2 separate regions of the Sus scrofa genome follow, and region 1 is linked to region 2. Evidence: chromatin contacts called from public Hi-C data. All regions are on one chromosome and are shown on one strand. The core of a region is the stretch at or near the end of the contact, and the rest is flanking DNA. Distances in the headings are between cores, read along the strand shown. Region 1 holds the start of PPIE (peptidyl-prolyl cis-trans isomerase E). Region 2 holds the start of NT5C1A (cytosolic 5'-nucleotidase 1A).

Region 1 (4,931 bases), core at 1,511-4,010, 51 kb after region 2:
TTAGGGTCTAACCCACGGCATATGGAGGTTGCCAGTCTAGGGGTCTAATTGGAGCTGTAGCCACCGGCCTATGCCAGAGCCACAGCAACGCAGGATCTGAGCCGTGTCTGTGACCTACACCACAGCTCACAGCAATGCTGGATCCTTAACCCACTAAGCAAGGCCAGGGATTAAACCCACCACCTCACATTTCCTAGTGGAATTCGTTTCCACTGCACCACAATGGGAACTCCTATTTTTGGATTTCTCATTGTGGCTCAGCAGTAACAAACCCAACTAGTTTCCATGAGGAGATGGGTTCAATCCCTGGCCTCGATCCGTGGATCCAGCGTTGCCATGAGCTATGGTATAGGTCACAGACACAGCTCAGATCCTGAGTTGCTGTGTGGCTGTGGCATGGGCCAGCAGCTGCAGCTCAGAGTCGACCCCTAGGCTGGGAAATTCCATATGCTGCACGTGAAACCTAAAAAAAAGGAAAAAAAATTGTGAGGACTAAATGTCTGAGGAAATAGCTGCCTAGCACTAGGCCCAACACAGAGCAGGTGTGTCCTGTATGGGTTCATTTCACCTCCCTTTTCTGACTGTATTGCATTGTCTATATACATGAATATGTACAGAGGAATCTATATAGTGTTTATATTCCCACCATTCCCCTCTCAGTGGACTGAATTTGCTCAGGGAATATTACCCTTTTCCACCTCTTCTGGAATTCTGAATGGTAGCATACAAGTATTGAATGATTGGACTGTCCTAACCTTGACAACTGTCATATGCCCTTTCCCTGGTTTCTTCCTCTCCTGGTTCCCAGGCCTGTAGTCCACGTGCAGCTGACCACCTCCACGCCGGCCGCAACACCCCACCCCACCCCCCAACAGAAGCAGATGCTGGGTGAGTGACCCACATGCTTGCAGAAGAGGGGGCCAGAGCCTGTTACTGACCTGGACACCAGCATCCAGGCTCTACTGGGTTTTTAATGGAGTACCTTCCCACAGGTGAACTTGTTCCCACTCATCCAGACCATGCACTCAAACCTGGCTGGGAAAATTACGGGGATGCTGCTGGAGATTGACAACTCGGAGCTGCTGCACATGCTGGAGTCCCCCGAGTCTCTCTGCTCCAAGGTGAGCTGGTTCTCCGACCCTGTCACTTCGGCTCACTTGGCTCAGGATGTGTGTGTGTGGGGGGGTCTTCTGCCCCCATGACCTCTTCCTTGTGCCTCACCTGCGATCGGAGGGCTGCTGTGCTGTGGGCATGTGAGAAAGCAGTTCACACCAGAAGCCCCCGCTGGGCCTGGGCGCCAGGGAGGGACGGAGGGGCTCTCCTCAGATGTCACTGACCACCTGGAGATCTCTCACAGGTGGATGAAGCTGTAGCGGTCCTACAGGCTCATCATGCCAAGAAAGAAGCTGCCCAGAAGGTGGGCGCTGTTGTTGCTGCTACCTCTTAGACAAGGACAAACCATATGTTTGGCTTTTTCATTTCCTTCAGTGGTGGTGGGGGGAGGTGATGGGAGGGTTTGTTTGTTTGTTTTGTCTGTGTGTTTGTTTTTGCTGCATCAGGAGCATGTGGAAATTCCCGAGCCACGAATCGAACCTAAGCCACAGCAGTGACAACAATCCTTAATTTCCAGGCCACCAGGGAACTCCCAGAGCACTATTTTAGAACATGAATGTGACCATGGAACTCCCTATTACAACCTTCAGTAGCTTCTCAAAACTTATAAATCCTCCACGTGGTTTACAGGGCCCTGCATCACCTGATCCCTGCCCAGCTTGCCTGCCTAAGGTTTTCTGCCCCTCCCCTCCCAACCCCCATGCTCTGGCCTTTCAGTTTCTTGAACACACAGACACTGTCTCCTCTCTCTGAAACTGTTTTCTCTACTTCCTCCTCTCTCTGGCTCCTCTTCCTCCAGGTTTCAGCTTAAATATGACCTCAGGGAGATCTTAACCCACTGCTGTATCTAAAGCAGATGGCCCTATTATTTTGTATAACATGTCGATCAGTGATTTATGTATTAGTTGTTTTATTCCAAGAGTTGGCAAACGTTTTTCCTCAAGAGTCTGATGGTAAATATTTCAAGCTTTATAGGCCCTAGGTCTGCCCTTGCAGTGTGAAAACACTCACAGACCAATACTTAAAGGAATGAGCATGTCTGGGTTCCAATAAATTTTTGTGTATGAAAATTGAACTTCATACAGTTTTTTTTTTTTTTCCTTTTTTAGGGCCACACCTGCGACATATGTAAGTTCCCAGGCTAGGGGTCAAATCAGAGCTGCAGCTGCCAGCCTACACCACAGCCACAGCGAGCACAGCCACCACAAGGCAGGATCCCAGCCGCATCTGTGATCTAGGCAGCTGCTTGCTTGCAGCGACGCTGGATCCTTAACCCAATGAGCAAGGTCAGGGATGGAACCTGCAACCTCAGGAATACTAGTCAGATTCTTAACTTACGGAGCCAATAACGGGAACTCCTGAACTTCATATGGTTTTCATGTGTCAGGAAATATTATTCCTGTTTGGATTTTTTTTTTTTTTTCCAGCTACTATTTGTGGCTCCGGGGTTGTCCAAAAACAAACTGGCGAGGGTGGACCGCGGGCCGTAGCTTATTGGTAGTTTATTATCTGCGGACTCCAGCTGATTGCTCAAAGGACTGTTTTCCTCACGACAGCGCAAAGGCAGCGCGGCGACCAGGCCCCCCCTCACCCACCGACATGCACCTGCGCAATGCGGGCGAGAATCACCGCGAGTAGGAAGCCGCTTAGGCCCACGCCTAAATGGGCGGGGCCTGCGAGCGCCGAACGCGGGGGCGGGGCCCGAGAGCGGGCTTCCGGCGGAAGAGCGTGCGAGCAAGATGGCCACTACCAAGCGAGTGTTGTACGTGGGTGAGCAGGCGCGGGTGCTAAGTGGAGTCTGGGCGAACCTGGCCGTGAGTGGGTCGTGGCGTGGAGCTGGACAGGTCTCCGGACGCGGAGGCCGGCGAGCAGCTGTCTAGGCCGCATCTATGGCGGTATTGCTTGGCCTCAGGGTGGGACCCCGAGACCCAACGATCACTTCAATTCTTCCAAGCCCGCTAAACTCACAGGAACCTCTTCACCTCTTGGGCCCAGGCCAGTGTTAGCTTAATATTAGGGACCTCTGAATCCTCGTGCCCATTCACTTTACATTCTTTGCAGAGATGGCTCAGCCCCCCTGTTGCCTTTAAGGAAAGAGTTCCCAGACTAGCCGGGTAAAAGTGGGAATAACGTTAATAGTGTAATTTGATGAGTGCTTTGGTGGACAATGGTGATAGGGGCCTGAGTTCGGGAAGAAATGACCCTCCATTTGGAGAGTTGAGAGCACACTTATAGAATGCTGTGACGCTGGAGCTGATGAGTCTCAGTTAGTCAGCCAAAGTAGGGCAGGTGTGTTTACTAAAAGGGAGCATAAAGCAAAAGCCCAAAGGTGTGAAGTAGCCTGATACTTGGGGGCAAGGGGAGAGAGGCTCGAAGAGGTGGGCGGGGCCTTGTGAAAAACCTTATGTGCACTGCTAAGGCGTTTATACGTTATTCTGAGGACAGTGGGAAACCTTCGAAGTAGTTTAAGCAGAGAAATGATGGGTTAAAATCTGAACGTTTCCATGATGGTACTGGTTGGTTTTGTGGGGGTTATTTATGAAGTTATTGCAGTAATCCTGGGGCTTACTTCAGATGAGTCTTTTTTTTTTTTTTGGTCTTTTCTGTCTTTATAGGGCCGCACCCACAGCATATGGAGGTTCTCAGGCTAGGGGTCTAATTGGAGCTGTTGCTACCGGCCTATGCCACAGCCACAGCCAACAGCAACACCAGATCCTAGTCGCGTCTGCGACCTACACCACAGCTCACGGCAACGCCAGATCCCTAACCCACTGAGCGAGGCCAGGGATCAAACCCACGACTTCATGGTTCCTAGTCGGATTAACTTCTGCTGTGCCGCAACGGGCGCTTCTGCTGTGCTGCGACAGGAACTCCCAGATGAGAATCTTAAAGAAGGGTGAAAGGAGTGTGCTTCGTAAGTAGGCATGAGGGAGCAGATGAGAGGGGTGTTTGTGTACCCAAAGGACTGGATGGAAAGACCCCCTTGGCGGTCACGTGCTATCTGAATAGCAAGGACTTTTCAAGAGAATGGAGGGCAGTAACTCAAAAGGCCTTTGGCTTCTTTGCAGGTGGACTTGCAGAGGAGGTGGATGATAAAGTTCTTCATGCTGCTTTTATCCCTTTTGGAGACATCACAGATATCCAGATTCCTCTGGATTATGAAACAGGTGAGGCTTTTTAGTGTCTCTCATGCTCAGAATTCTCCTGCTAGAAAGAGAACTTAAAAAAAAACAAAAACCAAAAAACAACATTTAGGTCATATCACAGTGCATTTGAGATATGCCTTGGGCAGCATGACAGTGATCTCAATGCAGGACTCTTCTTAGGCTTGCAGTTGTGAGCTGTAATTTGCAGAGTCCTATCTGTTGTATTTGAGATAAGACAGTTATCAGTTAGCCAGTAGGAAGATTGGTTTTGAGCTACGTGGAGATATGTTGTTTCAAACTACTTACCAAACTACTTACTCTACCTCATCTCCCCCCTTCTTGGCAGCTGTGCTATTAATCAGGGTAGCAGGAAAGCCCAGCCCTAAGAGAGGAGCCTTAGCCTCTGCACATCTGGGTAAATTTTCTTTGGTTGTATTGGCTCTCTAAGGTTAATTGGTTAATTAACACTGTTGGGCACTTGGCCTTTCTATTTTGATTAGCATTTTGTGGAGGGTAAAGACTAAGTGTCCTTACTCAGGTTTTAGGACTCATGTTTTATGCAAAGTTGTTGTTCAGAATGTGTATTTGAAATGGATAATTTGATAGATTAAATGACTTCATTTTTCCAGCTGTCTTGCATGCAAAGGTTAAGGTTTTACTTTAGCTTTGGAA
Region 2 (4,651 bases), core at 1,378-3,877:
CCAAAGAAAAGCTTTATTCTGAGGTTTGCTTAAAAAAAAAATTCAACCTGTAGCATAAGTTAATATGCTGGCAGTCTCCAAGGTGCTAAAATGTCTAATAACACATTTGAGTGAGTTGACTTTTATCACTTTTTTTTCTTTTTAGGGCCGTACCCACGGCGTATGGAAGTTCGCAGCCTAGGGGTCGAAGAGGAGCTACAGCTGCCAGCCTATGTCACAGCCACAGCAATGTGGGATCTGAGCCGCATCTGCGACCTAAACCATAGGTCACCCTAGCTCACGGCAACACCAGATCCTTTACCCACTGAGCAAGGCCAGGGATCGAACCCGTGTCCTCATGGATACTGGTCGGGTTTGTTGCTGCTGGGGCACAATGGGCACTCCCTTATCACGTATTTTTACTTGCGTTAAATATAGTTTGAGGAAGAAAGAAAATGAATTGGCTTCACATGTGGGTAGACCCCCTGATACATGGAGTTCCATGGCACCTAGTTCTAAGACCCCTAACTCCACTGAATAAGGTCCAGACTCCATAATAATATGGCACTTGAGCCCCTCCGTGGGTCTCTGGCATCTCTCCGACTCTCCTAAAGATGCTGCAGTTTCTTGCTCAGTTTCAAATACACTTCCGTGCCTTTTGCCCATCCTGTTTCCCCCTCTGTCTGGGAAAGTCCACCTACTCAGCCTTTAAGATCATCTCAAAGGCCACCTCTAAAGGCCTTCCTGCATTGGCAGTCACTCCCGCCCCTATGTTCCCCACTGCTAGGGTCTTTCATCTGAGCACTCACCATGTTCAGGGACTCTGAGCTCCTGAGGCAGGACTCAGACTAATTCATCTTTCAATCCCCACTGCCGAGCAGGCCTGGAGGTGCTGGGGGAATAACTGTTGACAGGGTGGCCTCATGGGAGGGGTTTGGGAGGGAAGCAGCAAGATGCTTTGAGGTCAGGCTGGAGCACTTTGGAGGATACTCTGAGCCAGCTTTTCTCTCCTCCATCCTCTTCGCAAGCTCTGAGATCTGGGAAGCTGGGGTGAGCAAGGCCCAAGGACCAACCATGAACTTGTCCAATAAGGATCCTCCTCTGAGTGCATCCTGGAGGGCTGAGAAGACCACGAGGGTCCCCAAGATGCTGATGCCAGCAAGGGCTCCCCTGTGAGGGGAGCGGAGATCAGAGCTGGGGCTCAAAGTCCAGTGTCTGGACTCCAGAATCAGGGACACAGAGCCCTGAGCGCAAAGCGCTGATCCCAATGCAGCTCCCTTCTCTTAAGAGCCCCGGCACCCCGATTACAGCGCGCAGAGCCCCGAGCCGGATATCAAATGCAGAGGCTCGGGTCCGGAGCTCGGCGCCCAGATGGCAGAAACTAGGAGGGTGGGGGGTGGTACAGCCAGGAGCCGGGTTATCAGAGTCAGGTAACCTGAGCCCGGGGCGCTTCTGTAGATGTCGCTGACTTTGCCAACAAGTGCTGTCCACGGGCCCCAGGCTGCCCGCGCAGGGAGAGGCTGGCGGCGGCCCGGAGCTGGGCCCTGATGACAGCATGGGGGAGGGGGATCCTGGCGTGGAACCCGAGCCCCGGGGAAAAAAAACCACCGGAGACGAGCTCCCAAAATAAACCCGAGCCTGCGCCAAGGGCCTGGCGCATTCTGGTGCTGAGGAAGTGCGTCCCTTTCCGGAGGGGTACCCTGGGACCCCCTCCAGAGGACAGACGCTCCCTCCCGCGGTGACCTTCCCCCTGCCCTCCCCCATACCCATGCCCAGCTTTTACCGATTTGGGTTTCTTCTTGGAAGTGAGGTTGTCGTAGAAAGTCTTGGCTTCCTCCCAGCGCGGGGCCGCGGCGGTCTCTGCCCCCGGCCCGGGCTCGCGGAGCTCCCGGGGCTCCTCCGGTTCCATGCTCCGGCTGGACCCGGCCCGAGCGGAGCGGGTGGCGGCAGCGGAGAGCGGAGCCGGCGGGGCTGGGCTGCGGGAGGGAGGCGCGTCCCGGGCGTGAGAAGGGGGCGGGCAGCGACGGGAGAGTGCGCGTGCGGGCCGGCCGGAGGCCGGGATGGGGGGGGCGCTGGGTGTTCAACTCTACCTCTCGGTTGATTGCCCTGGTGTTGCTGCTGTGACTGGGACGGCTGAGCTCTCCTGTGCTGACCGCTTCACGCCCGAAGTGAACTGGGGGTAGAACCTTCAGGCTCGCCAGAGGAGGGGGCCTGAAACCGGGCCTGCGGACTGCTGCGGATTCGGCATTTCGAGGCTCGTATTCTTCGCCGGCGCTCCAGGATGCCAAGAGATCGGAGGTCTGACAACTTTTTTCCCCCCAAGGATGGCGATCCCCAAAGAAGAAAATGAAAAGTTAGCCAATCGCCTTCTTTCCCCCCTGATTCCAGGATTCTGGTACCCAGAGCAGCGGCTCCTTCCCCCAGACCGTTCCGCGGAGAGGGAGGAGGTGGTGGATGGACAGCTCCATCCACAAGCAGGAGCCACCTGCGCCTAGCCGGGCGCACAGTGGAAGGCCCAGACGGGCAGCTTTTCCTTCCACGGCGGAGGGGCTCCGGAAGTCGGTGGAGAGACCAGGTTCCCCTCCGCCTAGCGGGGGACCCAGACCGGAGAGACTCGGAGGGATTCTGAACCTCGATACCGGCTGGCCCCTTGATGTCCAGCAGGGGGCGCGCACTCCCAGGTCCCACCTGCTGAGCTTGGTTAGTGACAGGCCCAGAAATGGCTAGATTAAAGGATGATAGAAAAGGAGCCTGGGAACTAAAGAATCTTTGACCACACGGAGTTCCCGTGTGGCGCAGTGGTTAACGAATCCGACTAGGAACAATGAGATTGCGGGTTCGGTCCCTGCCCTTGCTCAGTGGGTTAACGATCCGGCGTTGCCGTGAGCTGTGGTGTAGTTTGCAGCGGCTCGGATCCCGCGTTGCTGTGGCTCTGGCGTAGGCCGGGGCTACAGCTCCGATTAGACCCCTAGCCTGGGAACCTCCATATGCCGTGGGAGCGGCCGAAGAAATAGCAACAAAAACAACAACAACAAAAAAAAAAAAAAAAAAAAAAAAAAAAGAATCTTTGACCACCCTCCTGGAGTTCCAGGGCATTGCCTTCCTTGGTGCAGAGCCCAGGGTAGCAGAAACTAATGCCACCCATCCGAAGGCACAGACCAAGAAGCAGAGAGCCATCTCTGTGTGTCTACAGGTGCCCACAGGTATGTAGGAGCAGCAGGAGAAAATACTGGCCCAGCCTGGAGGACATCTGACTGGGATGGGGTACAGAATGGAGGAGTCTGCCCAGCCCCACCATGTCCTGGGAGGAACCAAACAAACCCTGTGTGGGAGGAAAGAGGAAATAATAATCAAAAGCTTTAGGATGTAATGTTGAGACTTGCCCTTGTCCATAGATGTTTCCATATGTGGCCCCAAACTCTCCCCCATCCTGCCTGCCCTTTGACAATGCGACTTGGACCATTCCTCCCATCCAGAAGTGGAGTTGCATCTGAGTTGACCTAGAGTCTTGCTTTGACCAATAGAATGCTGTAGGAGTGATGCTATGCAGTTTCCAAGCTTAAGCCTTAAGAGGCCTTGCAGGTTCTATTTTTGTCCTCTTGGAAGCCAGCTACTATGTAAAGAAGTCTGGACTAACCTTCTGGAAAGATCACAGGGAGAGGCAGAAGGCCCTGGAGGATAAGAAGCCGGGAGAGAACAGTGGTTTCCTAGGCAATTGTCAGCATCTGTCAGCAGAGTGAGGCCATCTTACTGTTCCAGCCCCAGCCCAGCTTCTACTGGGATGCGACAGGGTGAGTGACCCCAGCCAACAACACATGATGCAGTAAAACCTCCCAGCTGAGCCCAGCCAATCCACAGATTCATGATAAATGATATTTTTGCTGCTTTAAGCATGAAGTTTGGGGGTGGCTTGTTACATAGCAATACATAATGAAACTCTAAGAAGGAGTCAGTTATTCTCAGGTGCCTCAGAGAAGAGGAGGAGAAAATGTATAGGGTCATTATTTGGATGGGAGTGAGTACCTGACACAAAGGTGAACCATCCTCATGCTGTCCAGTGACCTTTGACCTTTGCAGCCTGGTTTGAAAAGATGATCTAGGCCAATCAACTTCTTCTTCCTCAGGAATTTGGAATTGGGAAATGGGCTGGAGAGTCAACCACAGGAACAGAAGATAAGGATGCTATGAGATAGATACTGTTGGCTTCCAAGAGACCTGGATGGGCTTTCACAAGCTGCAATTAATACACTATGTAAAGCTAAGAGGGAGCAGAAACTGTGTGAGCAGAATGAGCCCATCAGCAGATAAAGATGGAAAAAAAAGTGCAGAGGACAGCAGAGACTCCATGAAAGAGAAAACATCTGCCCTGAAAGGGGGCTGCTTCTGGTCCTGACAGTTTCCCAAGTCCCTAATCAAAGCCTGGCTGTAGTGCCCATCTCTCTCTTTTTTTTTTTTCTTTTTATGGCTGCACCTGAAGCACATGGAAGTTCCAAGGCTAGGGGTCAAATTAGAGCTCCAGTTGCAGCCTATGCCATAGCCACAGCACCGCCTGATCTGAGCCACATCTGCAACCTATGCCACAGCTTGTGGCAACACCAGATCCTTAACCCACTGGGCAAGGCCAGTGATTGAACACACATCCTCATAGACACCACATCAGGTTCCTAACCCA

The links. Hi-C and Micro-C count contacts between places; a contact is called where the count stands out from the background.
Region 1: a Hi-C map of brain shows a contact between it and region 2, with 5 times the contacts expected there. The contact joins the promoter of PPIE here to the promoter of NT5C1A in region 2. A contact is called at or near these places in 3 of 5 promoter capture datasets (fetal skeletal muscle, liver and skeletal muscle), 24 of 47 Hi-C or Micro-C datasets (adipose tissue, alveolar macrophages, blood and 15 more) and 1 of 2 datasets of contacts at active chromatin or transcription factors (skeletal muscle).

The regions. Positions count from the first base shown.
Region 1 is chr6:95,545,822-95,550,752 of Sscrofa11.1, forward strand. It overlaps PPIE (peptidyl-prolyl cis-trans isomerase E), which reads left to right and starts at 2,761. Exons shown (of 10, transcript XM_013999199.2): 1 at 2,761-2,875; 2 at 4,182-4,280. The coding sequence starts at 2,776.
Region 2 is chr6:95,495,018-95,499,668 of Sscrofa11.1, forward strand. NT5C1A (cytosolic 5'-nucleotidase 1A) reads right to left here and starts at 2,628. Exons shown (of 7, transcript XM_021095989.1): 1 at 2,070-2,628; 2 at 1,763-1,955. The coding sequence starts at 1,888.